2 separate regions of the Gossypium hirsutum genome follow, and region 1 is linked to region 2. Evidence: chromatin contacts called from public Hi-C data. All regions are on one chromosome and are shown on one strand. The core of a region is the stretch at or near the end of the contact, and the rest is flanking DNA. Distances in the headings are between cores, read along the strand shown.

The links. A called contact is a pair of places that touch in the nucleus more often than the background predicts.
Region 1: a Hi-C map of leaf shows a contact between it and region 2, with 2.9 times the contacts expected there. The contact joins the promoter of LOC107948381 here to the promoter of LOC107948295 in region 2. A contact is called at or near these places in 2 of 34 Hi-C or Micro-C datasets (callus and leaf).

The regions. Positions count from the first base shown.
Region 1 is chrA04:50,803,364-50,808,068 of Gossypium_hirsutum_v2.1, reverse strand. It overlaps LOC107948381, which reads left to right and starts at 1,336. Exons shown (of 14, transcript XM_016882910.2): 1 at 1,336-1,865; 2 at 2,469-2,576; 3 at 2,685-2,785; 4 at 2,886-2,969; 5 at 3,364-3,439; 6 at 3,533-3,598; 7 at 3,733-3,822; 8 at 4,705. The coding sequence starts at 1,479.
Region 2 is chrA04:49,980,793-49,985,731 of Gossypium_hirsutum_v2.1, reverse strand. LOC107948295 (zinc finger A20 and AN1 domain-containing stress-associated protein 6) reads left to right here and starts at 2,301. Exons shown (of 2, transcript XM_016882793.2): 1 at 2,301-2,564; 2 at 2,686-3,589. The coding sequence starts at 2,702. The coding sequence ends at 3,187.

The DNA.
Region 1 (4,705 bases), core at 87-2,586, 820 kb before region 2:
TTAAAATACAAAAAGAAAATTTTCCTCCAGATCCAAACAGTCTTTCATAGAAAACTGTAATGAAATCCTAAATTGTAGTAGTTGCGAATCTCTATATAAAGAAACCACGAAAGAGACCACGAAAGTAAAAACACAAAAAGCCCTAAAATAACATGTGCAAATCGAGCATTTGAAAACGGCTCTGATAGATTTCAGGAGAATTGTGTGAAGGTTGTTTCTAGTGTGAATTTGATGCTGGTTTTGAATGAGATTTATGGCCATTTCTCAAAATGCTCAGAGATTGCTCAAGAGTTTTCTAAGATGCTGGAGGTTACCAGATTGCTCAAGACGATGAAGATGAATCCAACACATTATCTTTGTCTACATGTTTGAATTTATAAAACCTCCTATTCATCAATTCTTTTACAAAATTTCTGGATATTGTGATAACATAAACAAGGTTAAACGAGAGTGCATAAATCCTTATCAAGGGATTAAAAGTTTTTCCTCTAATGAATTGACAAATTCGTATTTCAAATATTTGAACCTTTTTCCAATTTTTGGGCTAAATATCAATACTTTTATTGGTAAATTAATAAAGCGGGAGAAATCAAACAAAGGATTTTCAATTTATGCTTAAAGCTTTCCAAACTATTCATTTATAAAGACATTTATGGAAGAATTGAAACTAACAGAGTGTATAAATTTTCTGAAAGTCAAAATGAATGGGAAAGCTCACGTTGAGATGGAGACGACCTCATGCAGAAATTAGATTAGAGAGCGTTGCAAGGTTTTAGGTTGTATTTTTCGTTTAAAATTGTTTCTTCTACTTCAGCTTTAGGTTAAAAGAAAGAAAGTCGGACGATGGTCGTCGTTGGTTAGAGAGTTCATTGGAGGAGGCTAGATGGTGGCTAACAGTGTAAAAGTATGACAGTTTGTAGGAAAAAAAAAGAAAAAAAAGAAGGAAAATGAGAAAGAAAATAAAAAGTAAAAGAGGCTAAAGAACACATGCTACGTGGCGACGCATGAGTAGGCAACGTTGTCACGTCAAAAAAAACTAACAACCTTAGTCTCAAATACTTAACTAGTGGACAAAAAAATTTGAATACTAATCTAAAACAAAAAAAACTATAAGTATTAATTTAAACTAAACAAACAGATTTTAATATTAATTTTATATTTAACCCAAATAATTAAACTCACTACAACCATTAATTTTTTTTAATTTCACTCAAAATAATCTCCAAATAAATAGCGAGCAAAAGAACATGCTAAAATGAAAAGCCGAACTTAAAGGAGATAATGGTCAATCTAAAAATATCGAGAAGGGCAAAAAGGTAAATCCAGAAACATAATCCTCCCGCTTTTTCTCTCTCTTCTTCTCCGCCAAGTTTACCACTTTTCCTCTAGACAACTAAATTCTCTTCCATTGCCGAAGCTAAAAGAAACTAGTAATTTCTTCTTTTTTCAAAAATTAATAATATTTGGAATTGCGTAAGATGGCCTCAATCTCTACTTGCCTTACTCTATCACCTAAGTTTCGTCTCCTAACTTCAAAACCCCAAGTTTCTCTCAATTTTCCGGGAATCCAACCACTAACTTCTTCTTCTACGTTCTCGAGAACATCCGGGAACTTTTTGAGACCTAGGGTTTCATTTCCCGTCATTAAGGCAAGTCTTGATGTTGGAAGCGACGCGATTAGGCCTGGAGGTACGGTCGAGACTGATAAGTTACCCTCTGACGTCAGAAAACGAGCAATGGAGGCCGTTGACTCGTTTGGCGGGAGGGTTACTGTTGGAGATGTTTCGAGTAAAGCTGGGCTTAACTTGAATCAAGCTAAAAAGGCTCTTCAAGCACTTGCTTCCGATACTAACGGTTTCTTGGAGGTACTTTGAATTTTTATAACTTCCATAAATTTGATCTGTGTTAGGGTTCTCGTTGAGTGGAATTACTATTTGAAACGAAATGCCAAAGTAGATTGTGAAATGCGCAACTTCATATCGGTTTTTCTCTACTTGTTCACCCCTCCCCCCCCCAAAAAAAAAGAAAAAAGAAAAAAAGAGATTTGGTGTATGGTTGAAGCTAAAATAGATGTAGATATGGTCTGGAAGTGATCTCGAACAGTGTAACTCCGTTGATGTATCTGCTGTACTAAAATGCTGCTCACTGTTGGTTATTGGACTTAAAGGAGTTTCGATAGAGCGGTTTGAACATACAAACGAAAATACATGGTTTAGTTGGACCTACAAAAGTTAATTTCTAGAAGCCAAGCTATCTTTTTTAGTTGTATGTTTTTGGATAACTAGCTGAAGTAATCTAGAGCCTGCCTGTGTTATTGACTTACTCTGTAGGAAAGCCTTTTCTGATTTTTGTATGGGGATTATCATGTTGCTTCTTGGGACTTGTTCTAGTATTATAATATCTATTTCTGGGATCTTTGAAGTTCTTGATTTGTGAGTTCCACTTTTTTGTCAAGATGGTTTTAACAGGTTTCAGATGAAGGTGATGTCCTTTATGTCTTTCCAAAAGATTATCGTTCAAAACTTGCTGCCAAGTCATTTAGGATAAAATTTGAACCTTGGGTTGATAAAGCAAAGGTGAACTTTCATAACTTATTTTTCTTTTCATTTTTGTCGAGGCTAAGGAGAAAAATCCTGGATGTCAAACATTATGGGCAATAATTTAGTCTTTTACTTTTTTGGCAGGCTGCACTTGAATATTTAATTAGAGTTTCTTTCGGGACAGCACTTATAGCTTCAATTGTTCTTGTTTATACAACAATTATTGCCCTAATTACAAGTAGAAGGTACCTACTAACCTTGACACTTAGGAATTATTATATAACTACATAATTCTACACCAGTGGTTATTGAAAGCAAGATGCTGACTATGTGATCTGATGGCAGCGATGAAGACAATCGTGGAAGACGAGGAGGCAGATCATATGACACAGGGTTCACCTTCTACTTGAGTCCAACTGACTTGTTTTGGTAATACTTTTTATATTATGAAGAACTCTAGCAGTTTTAGACTGTAATAGGCTGTTAATCACGGTTGAGAATTCTCACTGATCAGGCCAATTAGGGGATGCTTATAGACAACATTAAGTAGATAGGTTAGGTTTTAAAGTAACTTTGTTTGCTTAATTGCTCTAGAATTGACAAATCAGTTTGTATTGTGGTAAAAGTTTTGTCATCCACGTTTGGGTACATCTGATAGTTTCACATTAATTTTATTTCATTGGATAAATGAGATTGGGCCATCAATTTACCTTATTTTATGCTATAATCTAATGTTAAAACATATTGTCTCTGTAATCTGTATTCCTTTCATAAGTTCAAACTCTTACATAACCTCCTCCTCTGTTTTAATTTTTTATTTAAGGTACTGGGATCCATATTATTATAGGAGGCGACGGCTACGAACTGATGATGATGAGAAGATGAACTTTATTGAATCTGTAAGATGTGAATATAAACAAATGGATCATGTATGATTTTGCTCAGTTGTTTTACATTCAGAGAAAATTAGTTCATTTGTGACATCTTCTTAGGTTTTCTCTTTTGTTTTCGGGGATGGTGATCCAAATCAAGGAATTGAAGAAGAAAGGTGGAAGTTGGTAATACTTCAGCACTAACTTCTTTGGTCAATGCTCGAAACATATTATTTCAGCTTTCTGATAGTAGTTATTCTGATTATTAAGTGTTCTATTACCCCTACTAACTTTTACCATTTTCCACCCAAAATTTGCAGATTGGACAATACATAACTTCTAATGGAGGTGTTGTCACAGCTGAAGAACTTGCTCCATATCTTGATTTACCTACCACAAAGGGAGCATTGGTATGATTATAAATTAAAAGCTAATCTTAGTCTAGCTTGTAATTAGCATGTAAATTTTTTCTTACAAGTTGCTCTGAATTCTAGTTAGTGTTATTTTGACTTGAATTTGAAATATTTTCTCTCATGATCACATTTGTTTTATTCACACTTTGACCATATGCAACTATTCCTGTTCTGTCATTGCATCACCTAAACAAAAATTTTATTACTATCGACTCGATTATTTCTTTATTTGCATTGTAGTCCCTGCACACTGTCTGTCAACCTTATTTCTGCATTTGTACGTCATAGATCATTTAATCAAATAGTGTTTGGCACATAATCATATATTTGATGGTTACTTGCTTGCTTTGATATTATAAGTCGTTCATGGTCAAGTAATCCAGAAGTGATAAGCAGGGATTCAAATGTGGTAGGGTTCACTAACGTTTATTGCAGTTGTAGATGCTACTTACGTAATAGCATAGATAACGGTTCATTATGGTTGTGAAATTTCTCTATTTTGCACAAGTTTCCCTTAAATAATTAATCATAATTAACAACTCTCTTATAAAATATTTTAATTATTTATTACATTACTTTTAGAAGTCATAAAATATTAAAAACTAAATATATAATATTGCCTAATAAGTGTTTCAAAAAAGTTCTGTGTAAAAAGCTTCACAATCAGTATTACTCTGGTTTCTCCCTTAACAAAATGCTCAAAACTAATATTCCAAATTCTCTTTGTTGAAAACTGTTTGAAGTTGGGGCTGTTCTTATTTCAAATTATTTGTCAATTAATTATTTACTAATTAGTCCTTGCCTGCATCAAAGGCTCCAAGGTGTTTGTATTTGTTTCCTTGTTAGTTATTTGACTTTTTTTTTTCTGCTCAATTCTAGA
Region 2 (4,939 bases), core at 1,052-3,551:
CGACTTCTGGAGTATGTAGCATCATTCACTGCAGTGAAATTCATAGCACAAGACATGAGTAAATGGTATTCTCTTATTAGCATTACATGGTTCGTCTTTGTGATGAATAACTTGATTATTATTTGATAGTAACTGACTTTTCATAAAGGAAGATTTATGGTTACCATGAGATAAAATATGATCATATTGGGAGAATGAATATTATCTCAAAGAGATTAAGGATATCCTATAAGGATAACACACTTATGACAAGGTCATTGGACAAGCACTAATTGAAATGCTTTCGTAATGGTATGCCATATGGGGAGAGCTCAGTCATGATAATATAGTGGAATGAATTCATGACTAAATGAGTTTATAATTAATACGCGAAAAGTTGGAACTTAATTATAAATCATTTGAGCCTCAATTGCATATGTTCAATCGGTCCCTCTAGCTCGTTGAAACTAGAAATGAATTGTGTGTTCGAATCGAAATGAACATAATGAATAGAAATAGAAAAATGGAAAACATTCAGAAATAATTATGGTTTTCTCCAAAATGGAGAAATAGAATCATTTGAGAATTAATGTGGTTTTCTCAAAATGGAAATTGAAATGAAAATGAAAATGAGAAATGATTCATTTGCAAATGAACATGGATTACTCAGAAATGATCAGAAGAATGAATTTATGCTTTTGAGATATTTTAAAGCCCTCAAATGAAAATAAATCATTCGATCATAGTGAACAAGTTGAATGGTGAAATATTAAATATATTTTTTCGAAATTTTTATCAGGGGTAAATTTGGATGAGAAAATTATTTAATTAAATATAAATATCAAAGTTTATTTTGGGTAATAGAAAAATAGAATTGGGTTGATCAAATTACAAAGTACTGAGTCGAAAAGTCTAGGAAGTACTCATAATTGGACCCGATGTAAAAGAGACTCAAAATCCCCTCATGGTATATGAAGGGGCAGTAGCCGTAGTAAGAATACTAGGGGATGCCATCCACCCTACTCTTACTTTAAGTATGAACTTGTTTATCTAGTTGAAATAAACTTTTACAATTCAACAAATGTTCTACTTTCTATTCCTATAAATAGATGACAACAGTCCAAAAATAGAGTGAATTTATTCTCAACTATTAAATATATTTTTCCGAAATAACAATTCTACTAGTTTCTATTTGGGAAGTGATTTTTTTTTCTTTCCATATAAAAGAAAAGAATTTCTAGTTTTGTATTTTGATTCAATTGATTCGGGCTCACATTTGTAGTAATTCGAGGTATGAGAATAGTGGAGAAGATTGTTTGGTTGAAATCCGAGAACGACAAGGAATCTTTTATCCAAATTTTTTTATTTTCTATTGTGCAAGTAAACTGCTTTCAAACTGGATTTTTTCAACAAAATGTACTAAAAACGCTAAAATAAAAGTTTTCTAACACATTAAAAATACATTAAAAAGTATTTATATTAAAAAAAATACTACCATAAATATAATCAATGTTTTATTATATTATAAAGCAAAAATAATCATAATAATTATTTTATTATATTAAATATAATTTTAAAATTTTATATATTAGGTTAAGTTATTTAGTTGGGTAAGGTTTTCTTTTTTCTTTTTTTTTTAGGTTTTGGGTAATGATTTTAATTATTATTAAGTTGGTGATTTAATATAAATATAAATAAATAATTAAATAATATTTTTATAATATAATATATTTAGGTCAAGCCGAGCCGAGCTCGATAAAAAAAATTATGCCCAATACTCAACCCATATAAAAAATAGGTTTTAAATTTTATTCAAACCTATTTTTAAAATATCGTATTTTTTTCTAATCTCTCCTAATTTAAAGCGAACTTTCGAACTTGATTGAATAGCCAAACACATAACAAATTTACTTGTGATGTAGTTGACCCTATAAAATATTCTAACAAAGCATTTTCTAAGATGATCATATTAGATAAATTTTAATTTTAATTTTTAAACAATATCTTAATCACTAAAATATTCATAAATAAAATTTTATAAAAGATTATTAACCACATCCTACCAACCCAAAGAAAAAAGAACAAGAGGACCACTTCAGCGAAAAAACGAAGAACTTTTTCATCTCTAATCCAAAAATAATTAAAGCCACAGATCAGATGCCACGTGTTAACCTGGACAGGTAGGACTTAGGAGTGACAGCACGCAGCTGTAATTTTAATTTCTCTTCTTTTTTTGCCCTTTGTGCATGAATTTTCGTGGCGATTTTTGATTTGCAGGCAATTAAGATAACCAAAAGGACGTGGCCTGGACTTTCCAATTTTAGCGTTATACTGCCAGCCTGTCTTTTCAGATATTCCCATATTATTTTATTTTTCAAAAAAATTCAATTAGAAAATAAAGAAAAAACATTTAAAATTATTACTCTTTTTTTTTTTTTGTCTCTTTTTCGTTGTTGGCTCCTCTTTTTCCTTTATCCTCCATCCACTCTAATATTCTTTTCTCTGATCTTTCTGATAATCCTTTCCTTTGTTCATATTCTCCCTTTCTGCTTCTTATTTATTTTCTTTCACCTTTTCCTTTCAAGGTACTTCTCTTTCTCACCCTTTTATTTTGTATTTCGCTGTTCCTCTAGTTTGATTCTTTTTTTTTTATGATTTGAATTTTAGATTGTAGATCTGATCTTTAAGAAAATTAAAATTTAACAGATCGAGAGAAAAAAGAATGGCAGAGGAGCATAGATGCCAAGCGCCAGAAGGCCATCGTCTTTGCGTCAATAACTGCGGCTTTTTCGGAAGTTCGGCGACGATGAACCTTTGCTCCAAATGTTACAGAGATCTCTGTCTCAAGGAACAGGAAGCTTCTTCGATCAAATCCGCTCTTTCCTCTTCCCCTTCGTCTTCATCAACGGTCGTCGAATCCATTTCTCAGGTTCCTCTTTTGGCTCTCCATGAAGTCAACAGAGAATCGGCGGTTCCGGAGATTGCATCGGCGGCCGAACAGCGATCGCAGCAACAACCGAATCGGTGCATGGTTTGCAGGAAGCGGGTCGGGTTGACCGGATTCAGATGCAAGTGCGGTGTTACGTTTTGTGGGTCCCACAGGTACCCTGAGAATCACGGGTGTACGTTCGATTTCAAGAAGGTCGGCAGAGAGGAGATAGCACGCGCTAATCCCCTCGTCAAAGCAGAGAAGCTCGAGAAGATTTGAGTAGAAGATGATGATGATGGGAAGCCAAGCCATTGGGAAAATTTCAAATTTCATCAAACGTTGATAAGGTCGAGACACGTGTTTCGGAGGTGGTCCCTACCACCAAGAGTAAACCAATTGGGCTGGATAAATATATTTTCTTCTTAAAATATAAATATTTTATAATAATATTTAAATTATGTGCCTCTTTAGTTTTTTTTTTTCTCTTCCTCTTTTGCTTTGTAAAAAAAAAAAAAGTCACTTTTTCTTTTCTTCTTTTAATCCCTTGTGGTGAAAAAAAGAAAAAGAAATGTAGATTCCTGCTTCTTCCATTTGAAGTTTTTATTTATATTTTCAAGTAATAGTGTGTAAATGTGCTGGCAGCGGCCGATCATGAAAAGCCATGAAAGCTATTTCCTTAAATGTAGTTGTTTTTATTGGGGTGGTCCTTCTTTATTATCTTTTGAAAAAGAAAATGACAACTTCTGTCCCTTCCATTTTGTTTTTATGTTGCATCTTAAATTTACAAAATAAATACTACATTATTTTGTTAATTCAAGATTCTTATTACAGTTTCAATTTTATCAATTTAGTGATCGGAAAAGTATTTTCTTATGAAAAGCATTAATTTCGCACTTACAGGTTCTTTTAAATGTGCATAGTCGTCTTGTCGTCTCTAGCTATTCAAGGGGGGGATTAACAGTATTTTGTATTTAGGATTGAAGTCTAAAGGTTTAATGTAATTACTAAAAGACGACATGGGTTTAAATTTCAAGATGATTTCCTTGACAACGTTCGATGTTAAGGATGGATGTGTCAATTTATTGTAACATCCATGATTTTGACAAATTTAAAAGAATGAATTCTAACAACACTGTGGTGGGTGAAAATAATGTATGATAATTTTTGACTAAATGATGAAGTGTTGCCCATATTTTAAGAACTCTGTTGGAGATTAAAGAGATCTTGAAAGAAGAAAATACTCTTGATTACTCATTTATGAATAATTTTACGTAATTTTCTGTTTTATTTATCAAAAAAATAAATAAATTTGGTCTAAATTGTCAAAAAATAGCCGGAAATTAAAAAAAATGTGTTTAGACCATTTTCTTGAAAAATGACAGGATTAGGTCGATTTTATAAAAATGCTTCCATCTAACAGCGTTTTAAGGTGAAATATAGAAAAACACGTTCACGTGGAAGCGCTTCCCCCCAATGGTCAACACCCCAATGGCTCTTTTCCTCAATGGTCATATTTTCCATTTCTATATAACCCCTCTCCCATTTCATTTTTTTAGTCAATTCAATCTCAGCTCTCTCTCACATTATCAAATCTCTCTTAAATTTCTCTCAATTCCCTCATAATTTCTCACTAAAAATTTATTTATCTCCCAACTCAATTTCATTTAAAGAAATTGTCTTAAGTTTCTTGTAGATTATTTTACAATTTATTTTTGTGCTTTCCGAATTTAACAATGACACCGTCTCTAATCTGTTTGGATGAGAAGCACATTTTCGTCGATCAATTGTAAATGGTAAGATTTTTTTTATTATATTTAATGTAATTTAATTTAATTATTTTATTATTATATTTTAATTAATACTTTGTATTTTTTATATATAGGTGGAAGATTGAATTTTGGAGACTTATATTCGTAATTTACCCGCTCTTCATCACCCATAATCGAATTGTACTTAAGAGATGCCGAATTTTTGCATATGGCCCTTATTAGTCGAGGGTGTAAATTGGACCCCACACTAGTAAGCGCATTG